Linked DNA regions of Pan troglodytes: region 1 is linked to region 2. The links are chromatin contacts, called in public HiChIP or PLAC-seq maps. All regions are on one chromosome and are shown on one strand. Each heading gives the region's core, a stretch centred on a gene start, on an enhancer-like site or on the middle of the called end of the contact. The rest is flanking DNA. Distances are from core to core; before and after follow the strand shown.

Region 1 (3,774 bases), core at 1,222-3,721, 140 kb after region 2:
GATATTTGCTTTAGTCTATATAGGATCTTAAGAATCAATGGTAGAGGAGATCTTCATATGTAAAACAAAGATATTATGTAATACTTCACGTACACTTTGCTGGTGTTAACCAGGTAGGTATGATGAATAAAGGGATTATATGATTCTACATATTTTTATTGGTTGGCTGGTGTTTTTGTTTTTAGTTATATACAGGGTGGCAGGTAGAGGGGGCTCACCTGAATAAATACTTAATAATTTGTCCCATGATCTAAGTGTATATATATATAAAATTTGAAAAAGTTAGGCTTGTAAAACCTAAAACCATTATGTTTTTTGTATTAATAGTATATGCATATATGACACCAGTTATATGCCAAATACTGTTTTAAGTACTATACATATATATTGACTAATTTAATTTTCACAATATTCCTATAAGGTAGATACTATTTGTTATCATCATCAGTTTACAGATAATGTACTGAGACACAAAAAGGTTATGTACTTTGCGCAGATCAAATAGTCCATAAGTATCAGGGCCAAGTTATGAACCCCAGCAGTCTGGCTTCAGAGCCCCTGCCCTTAGCCACCGCACTCTACTGCAGGCTGAGCAGCCCTTATCAGAAATGTTCGGACCACAAGTGTTTCAGATTTGGGAATATTTACATACACATAATGAGATATCTTGGGGATGCGACCCAAGTCTAAACACAAAACTCATTTATGTTTCATATACACCTTTATACACATAGCTTGAATGCAATTTAATACAATATTTTAAAAATTTTGTGCATGAAACAAAGTTTATGTTAAGTACTTACGTGAAATGTTCCACCTCTGGCATCATATTGGTGCTCAAAAAATTTCGAATTTTGCAGCATTTTGGATTTTCAGATTTGAGATGTTCAACCCATATATTCATCTATCTTTATATAGTATGCATGAATTAGCAGAGAAACCAAACCATTATCCCCAAATTAAAATTTTCTCCCATAATAAAAATCAAACAGTAAACCAAATTCTGGCTCTGTGACATCTTTATCCCTTTCGAATGAATTTTTTTCAGTAGTTGCAAACACTGGGAATTAGAAGAAAAGACAGGTATTTTAAACACAGGGAAACTTTAATCCAAATGGAAAATTCATATTTTATCCAGTGTTTACACATAGTGTTTCCGTTCCCATTTTGGAGTTAATTTCAGTTATTTCTGGCCACACCCTGGATGGCAATGGAATAATTTCATAGTGCTTTTACAACAGGCAATATCTACGTCAGTGGACGGTTCATCTAAGGTCAACCTGGTTCAGGAAAGATATGCAAAGGAGAGCTTCATCCACCTCTTCTCCCAACCCTACATTTCCAGTGGTTGTTTTGTTCCTTCTTTGCAGTGGCTCCCGTCCTGTCTAATTTAAGCAAAATTTCAGTGTAGTACCTCCATTAACTGATACTTTTTATAAAGCAAATTGGGAAGCCAAAAGAATAACAGGAGAATGATCAAGCTTTTTGAGAATTAAAAAAAATTGAATTAACATTAAGATGCAAGTAAACACAGTGGGAGAGGGGGATGGCGAGTCAATTGTATATAGTATATGTGTATGTATAAAACGCTTCTTTTCTGCCTCATTCACTCTTTTTAGACAGCATAAGCTAACATGAGTAAGTTCTGACTCAGAAACAGAGTCAAAGATATATATTTTTTCTCCTTTGTCATCAAAAGAAGACCTGACCACGTGCACAGTGTATAAAGGATGCCAGTGGGAAGATTAACTTTACTGTCAGGCATTGTAAGGAAACAGAAACTCACATATGGTGAGATGGTAAAGGAGTTCAAGAGGAATTCATGGTAATATAGTATGAGGAATGGGGCTACAATTGCGTCCCCAATGAGACTATAGAAGGCACACAATCCAGGCCAGTGCGATTTAACATCATGAAATAATCTCCAAAAATTAAAATCAAATAAGGTAGCATTTTACTCTCTTCTTGTAAATTTTATACCATTTTAATTTTTACTGGAGGCCTGCTGCTGACAAGGGTGTTTAAAAGAGATCCCCCTGGGTATTTTAGAGCTCCTCAACTGGATGGCAAGGACCAAATAAATGCCTTGTGCTTTTCTGCCCCACCTGTGCCTGCACCTGAGCTGCGCACGCGGGGGCACTCAGCCCTCGACTCACTCATTTGACAGGTGGAGGTGGGATGGGGAAGGCCGGAGACCGACCAACCCCAAAGGCGGTAGCGTGTGGAGCCGAACGCGGGAGGGGGTCGGCTGAGGCGGATTGAGGGGGGGGACGCCGAGGTGCGGCGACAGGACGCGGAGGACGAAAGACCTCAAGCAGCGGTGGCCGGCAAATGAGGTGGGCACTGGGGGACCCACCCTGCGAGGAGGCGGGGGCGGGGGCGGGGGGCGCGGCGCGGCAGGGCGGGGCGGCAGCCGGGAAGCCCTCCTTCCCAGCGGCGGAGGTGACTGGCGGGCGGGGGGCGGGAGACGCTCTGTCCCACGCTTTCCCAGCGCTCGGTGGTTTAAAGATGGCGGCGGCGGTGGCGGCGGCGGCGTTGGGGGCGCGGAGCCGCGAGAGGAGGAGGGAAAAGCAGAATCTGTGAGTCGCCTGGAGGCAGCGCGGCGGCTGCCGTGAGGAGGCCGGGTGCGGAGCCGCCGGTGGCCCAGCCGCTCAGGGCCAGGGCCTGGGCTGGGAGGGAGAGGCCGGAGCAGCGCCAGGAGCCCGAGGCCGGAGCCGAGGAGGAATGTGACCAGGGGTCGGCGGGGGCGCGGGAGTACGCGAGAGCAGGGATGGGGCAGCAGGTGGGCCGCGTCGGGGAAGCTCCGGGGCTCCAGCAGCCTCAGCCCCGCGGGATCCGGGGCAGCAGTGCAGCCAGGCCCTCCGGCCGCAGGCGGGACCCGGCGGGGCGCACCACAGAGACCGGCTTCAATATCTTCACCCAGCATGGTGAGTGTGTCCGGGAGCCGGCATGAGAGCGTGGGGGAGGCCGGGGGTGGGGTCGGGGCGGGGTGGGTGGCGGACGGGCTGCCAGGGGGGTCGGAGGGTGGAGGGTGCCTGAGAGTGGGGGCGGAATCCGCTGCCATCTGGTCCAGTCCTGGGAGGCGAGTCACACCCCTCCCCCCTCGCGTCTCTAGCCTGGCTGGCAGATCCCGGGGGCGGAGAAGGAAAGAGAAGTGGGCTTGGGGACCCTGGATGGTCTGTCCTCTACTCTGGGACGGGACTATGCGGCTGCAGAAAGAAAGTGAATGGCAGCTTCAGGAGAGGGAAGGATGAAGGGCAGTATTAGTTCAGTCCCAGAGGTGGGAGCATAAACCCGTCGTTAGTGAAGGGGAAATGGGTTGTATCCTAAGGGATTGGGAAATGGGAACTGAATTTCAGGAGATTGTGGAGTACAAGGTATGTGTTTACGTTAGGTGATGAGCAGTGTCAGGATAGTGAACTGTGGACAGTGTCCTGAAATGCTTTTCTGTAGGGAAGATGAAGGTAGCATCATCTTATCACTTTTGACATGCTTTTGTGGTTTGTTTTGTTTTGTATTTCGTTTTTACTAGAAATGAAAGGCTTTGCCAAAGCCTCTGTACTATGCTTCAGAGTAGGACACACAATTCTGAGATTGCTGGCAAGGGCTAGAGGTTGGTGGGCATGGTTAGGACGTCAGTCAGGATATGAACAAGTTTTCCTTTGTAGTGTGTGCGTGTGCCCATATACATACATACATGTATGTATGCTCCCTGTAGTCTGAAACCTATTATTTTGATCTCATTGTCAACGTATTTTTAGAATAGTTGTCTCC
Region 2 (4,175 bases), core at 143-2,642:
AAAAACCGGTGAATGGAAGGTGATTTCTGTCTTACGGCCATGACTGTTTATGACTTCAGAATCAACGAAGTTTACCTCTTGTCCCTTCCTTGGCTACAGACACTTTTAACTTTTTGCTCTCAGATGTTGATGTAGAGTTTAGCGGGGTGGAGGGCGTTTTCGGGAGAGACATAATAAACAATGCCTCCTATCTCTTTAGTAATTTGAAATAGTCCTCCGGAAAGCTAATTTAGACACAAATCAGCGCCGCACTGGGACTTGCAGGCTGCCACATAGTCCTGCAGGCAGAGGAAAAAAGATTAAAAAAAAAAAAAAAAAGATGACAACTATTGAGTACTTAGGTTCAGATCGCAATTTAGAATTCATCTAGCATGGTTTTCCTTTTTTGGGGCGACCTCTATGTTCTGGGGTTATCTGTCGCTACTAAGAAGCCTTAGTGGACCGTCAGGTCAGGGTCAAGGAGCAGGGCAGGAAGGACCCGCTCGGCGGACCCCGCAGACCGCCGGCACCCCTGGTGGGGGACACTCGCTGCAGGCGGCTCGGCTGGGGACCCCGACCTTCCCCACAGGCAGCGCTCTCGCGCGCCAGTTCCACAAACTCGCGAGTTGGGCAGGCCTCGCACTGCTTCTTGGTTTAAAATGACGGGAAAGGGACACCCGCGATCCTACCCACACATTGCGTACCCGCCCAGCATCCGCTCACTTCCTCCTTTGCTGGAACGCCTGTTTGTCGTCATAGAAACCCAGGGCCCCGAGGTTTAGCGCCCTCGATAGGGGCTGCCTTCAGCGGTGCCGGCGGAGGAGGGAGACAGCTAAGACAATCCCTACAGCCTCTCGGAGTTTCTTCTGTTCTAAGTCACAGCATAGGTTCAGTAGCAAAGGAGAAGAAAAACGTTTAATCCGGCCGTTGTCACGGAATCCGAAAGTGTCTCACGCCGGGGCTTCCTGCCGCGGGCCAGGCCAGTGCGCAGGCGCCGGTGGGGGTTAGCTCGAGGGGCCGACCCCTGTAGCCCGTGACGCACGCGGGTTAAGCAAGGGTCTTCTGAGTTGTTTCCATCTTTCTAGCTCTCTTTTTTGTTGCTTTGCGTATTTTTCTTTCTCTTTCTTTCTCTTTTTCTTTCTTTCTTTTTTTTTTCCCCTGAGACGGAATTTCCCTCTTCTCGCCCAGGCTGGAGTTTAATGGTGCGATCTCGGCTCACTGCAACTTCCACCTCCTGGGTTCAAGCAATTCTCCTGCCTCAGCCTCCCAAGCAGCTGGGACTACAGGCAGACGCCACCATGCCCGGCTAATTTTATATTTTGTTTTGTTTTGTTTTGTTTGAGACGGAGTCTCGTTCTGTCGCGCTGGCTGGAGTGCAGTGGTGCGATCTCAGCTCACTGCCACCTCCGCCTCCCAGGTTCAAGCGATTCTCCTGCCTCAGCCTCCCGAGGGACTACAGGCGGGGGCCACCATGCCCGGCTAATTTTTGTATTTTTAGTAGAGACGGGGTTTCACCATATTGGCCAGGCTGGTCTCAAACTCCTGACCGCGCCCGCCTCGGCCTTCCAAAGTGCTGGGATCATAGGCGTGAGCCACTGCGCCCGGACGCTTTGCATATTTTTCTAAAAGCCAAACTCAGGGGGATGTTGGGTAATAAGAAACGCTGGGTCCCTTATTGGGTAAGCCGTCCAGTGCTTTACATTTCGGTCACGTCTTCCTTGGACCCTTAAATGCCTCCCCCCAGAGCACAAGGAAGGCCTCCTGGGCCCAGATTTTTCAGCCCCTGGGGGCAGGGAAGGAGGATTGAGCTTAGGTGGAACCAGCTCAGGTATAATTGTCGGGGCTTCTGGCGTGAAAACCTGCCCTCAGGAAAGAATACCATCAGCGGCTGGTGGCTCACGCCTGTAATCACAGCACTTTCTTAGGCCGAGGCCGGTGGATCACGAGGTCAGGAGTTCGAGACCAGACTGACCAACATGGTGAAACCCCGTCTCTACTAAAAACACAAAAATTAGCCAAGAGAGGTGGCGCGCGCCTGTAATCCCAGCTACTCAGGAGGTTGAAGCAGGAGATTCGCTTGAACCGGGGAGGCAAGGGTTGCGGTGAGCCGAGATGGCGCCACCGCACTCCAGCCTGGGCAACAGAACGAGACTCCGTCTCAAAAAAAAAAAAAAAAAAAAAAAAGAGTATCATCAGAGCCTTCGCACTGCACTGAGGCTCGGTTCGGTGAGGGATCATTTCTTTTCTTTTCTTTTTTGAGACGGAGTTTCACTCTTGTTGCCCAGGCTGGAGTGCAATGGCGCGATCTCGGCTCACCGCAACCTCCGCCTCCCAGGTTCAAGCGATTCTCCTGCCTCAGCCTCCCTAGTAGCTGGGATTACAGGCATGCGCCACCACGCCCAGCTAAATTTGTATTTTTAGTAGAGACGGGGTTTCTCCATGTTGGTCAGGCTGGTCTCGAACTCCCGACCTCAGGTGATCCACCCGCCGCGGACTCCCAAAGTGCTGGGATTACAGGCATGAGCCGGATCGTTTCATATTAAGGCAGAGATTTAGTGCCAAATAATGAACCGCTGGGAGAAGCCCAGCGTCTAGTTGCTTCCAGACAGGGAGGAAACTTTATCTTATTCAATCACCATATTCCTTAGCACCAAGTACAGTGCCTGGACAAACATGAAAATCTGTTGGACAGTTCTCTTCTGTGTTGACAGAATTACGGCTATTTTCTGGTTTTGAGAGTAATAGCTGTGAGAAATTCGAGCAAAGGGTTCAAAACAAGTCTACGTGGTCCCTTTGAACTCTTCCGATCAAACATGTTGGGTGTGTTAGCATTTTAGCCTTTTAGCCTTATCTCCCGTTACCCTAATTTTTCAAAGAATTAAAATACACACAATAGCATTATAGAGCACACAAAGTTATCCATCTTTTGTATTCTTAACCTAGTTCAAAAAAATCCAAGTACAGTATTAAGAAAGCAGATAGAAATAAGTGAACACATTCTAGAAAAACACATAAAGTATAATCTAAAGGATTTAGGAAGTGATTAGATCTGTGAGACATCAAAGGTCTCTTTTCTGTCTTGTGCTGTGGTATGGTGATCATACATAATGTCAGAGGAGTTTGAACCATAGCAACTCCATCTTGAATAGGCACTGGGTAAAATAAGGCTGAAACCTACTTGGCTGCGTTCCCAGATGGTTAAGGCATTCTAAGTCACAGGATGAGATAGCAGGTCATAAAGACCCTGCTGATAAAACAGGTCGCAGTAAAGAAGCCGGCTAAAACCCACCAAAACCTAGATGGCCACGAGAGTGACCTCTGGTCGTCCTCACTGCTATACTCCCACCAGCGCCATGACAGTTTACAAATACCATGGGAATGTCGGGAAGTTACCCTTTATGGTCTGAAAAGGGGAAGAATGAATAATCCACCCCTTGTTTAGCATATCATCAAGAAATAACCATAAAAATGGGTAACCAGCAACCCTCAGGGCTGCTCTATGGAGTAGCCATTCTTTTTTTATTTTCCTAATAAACTTGCTTTGCACTGTGGACTCGCCCTGAATTCTTTCTTGTGCAAGATCTAAGAACTCTCTCTTGGGGTCTGAATCTGAACCCCATTTCCTGTAACAATACCATTTACTAAGACTGGAAACAAAGGAGGAAGACCAGATTTGGAGGAGGGCTTTGGAGAAGGATACGTTTAGGACTGTGGATATATTAAGTTTGCAGTAAGATTGAGATATCTGGATGGGAATGAGAAGTAACTATTTGATTATACATTAATATATGGGTCTGAAGCTCTCGGCAAAGGCCTACGTTAAAGTTGAACGGATGAGGCAGGGCGTGGTGGCTCATGCCTGTAATCCCAGCACTTTGGGAGGCTGAGGTGGGCAGATCATTTGAGGTCAGATAGAGACCAGCCTGATCAACATGGTGAAACCCTGTCCCTACCAAATACAAATACCAAATACAAAAATTAGCCTGGCATGGTGGCACATGCCTGTAGTCCCAGCTACTCAGGAGGCTGAGGCAGGAGAATCGCTTGAACCCGGGAGGTGGAGGTTGCAGCACCATCGCACTCCATTCTGGGCGACAAGAGTGAAACTCCCTCTCAAAAAAAAAGTTGGATGAATGGCTGGGTGTGGTGGCTCAAGCCGGAGTCATCCCAGCACTTTGAGAGGCTTATGCTAGAGG

The links. HiChIP or PLAC-seq counts read pairs in DNA pulled down with a chosen protein or histone mark.
Region 1: a contact with region 2 is called in an H3K4me3 HiChIP or PLAC-seq map of stem cell-derived excitatory neurons, with 2.9 times the contacts expected there. The contact joins the promoter of ABL2 here to the promoter of AXDND1 in region 2. A contact is called at or near these places in 1 of 7 Hi-C or Micro-C datasets (stem cell-derived neural progenitor cells) and 1 of 1 datasets of contacts at active chromatin or transcription factors (stem cell-derived excitatory neurons).

Annotation. Positions count from the first base shown.
Region 1 is chr1:69,889,007-69,892,780 of NHGRI_mPanTro3-v2.0_pri, forward strand. ABL2 (ABL proto-oncogene 2, non-receptor tyrosine kinase) reads left to right here and starts at 2,472. Exons shown (of 11, transcript XM_009439074.5): 1 at 2,472-2,927. The coding sequence starts at 2,771.
Region 2 is chr1:69,753,840-69,758,014 of NHGRI_mPanTro3-v2.0_pri, forward strand. It overlaps AXDND1 (axonemal dynein light chain domain containing 1), which reads right to left and starts at 1,393. Exons shown (of 25, transcript XM_054656308.2): 1 at 684-1,393; 2 at 76-278. The coding sequence starts at 172.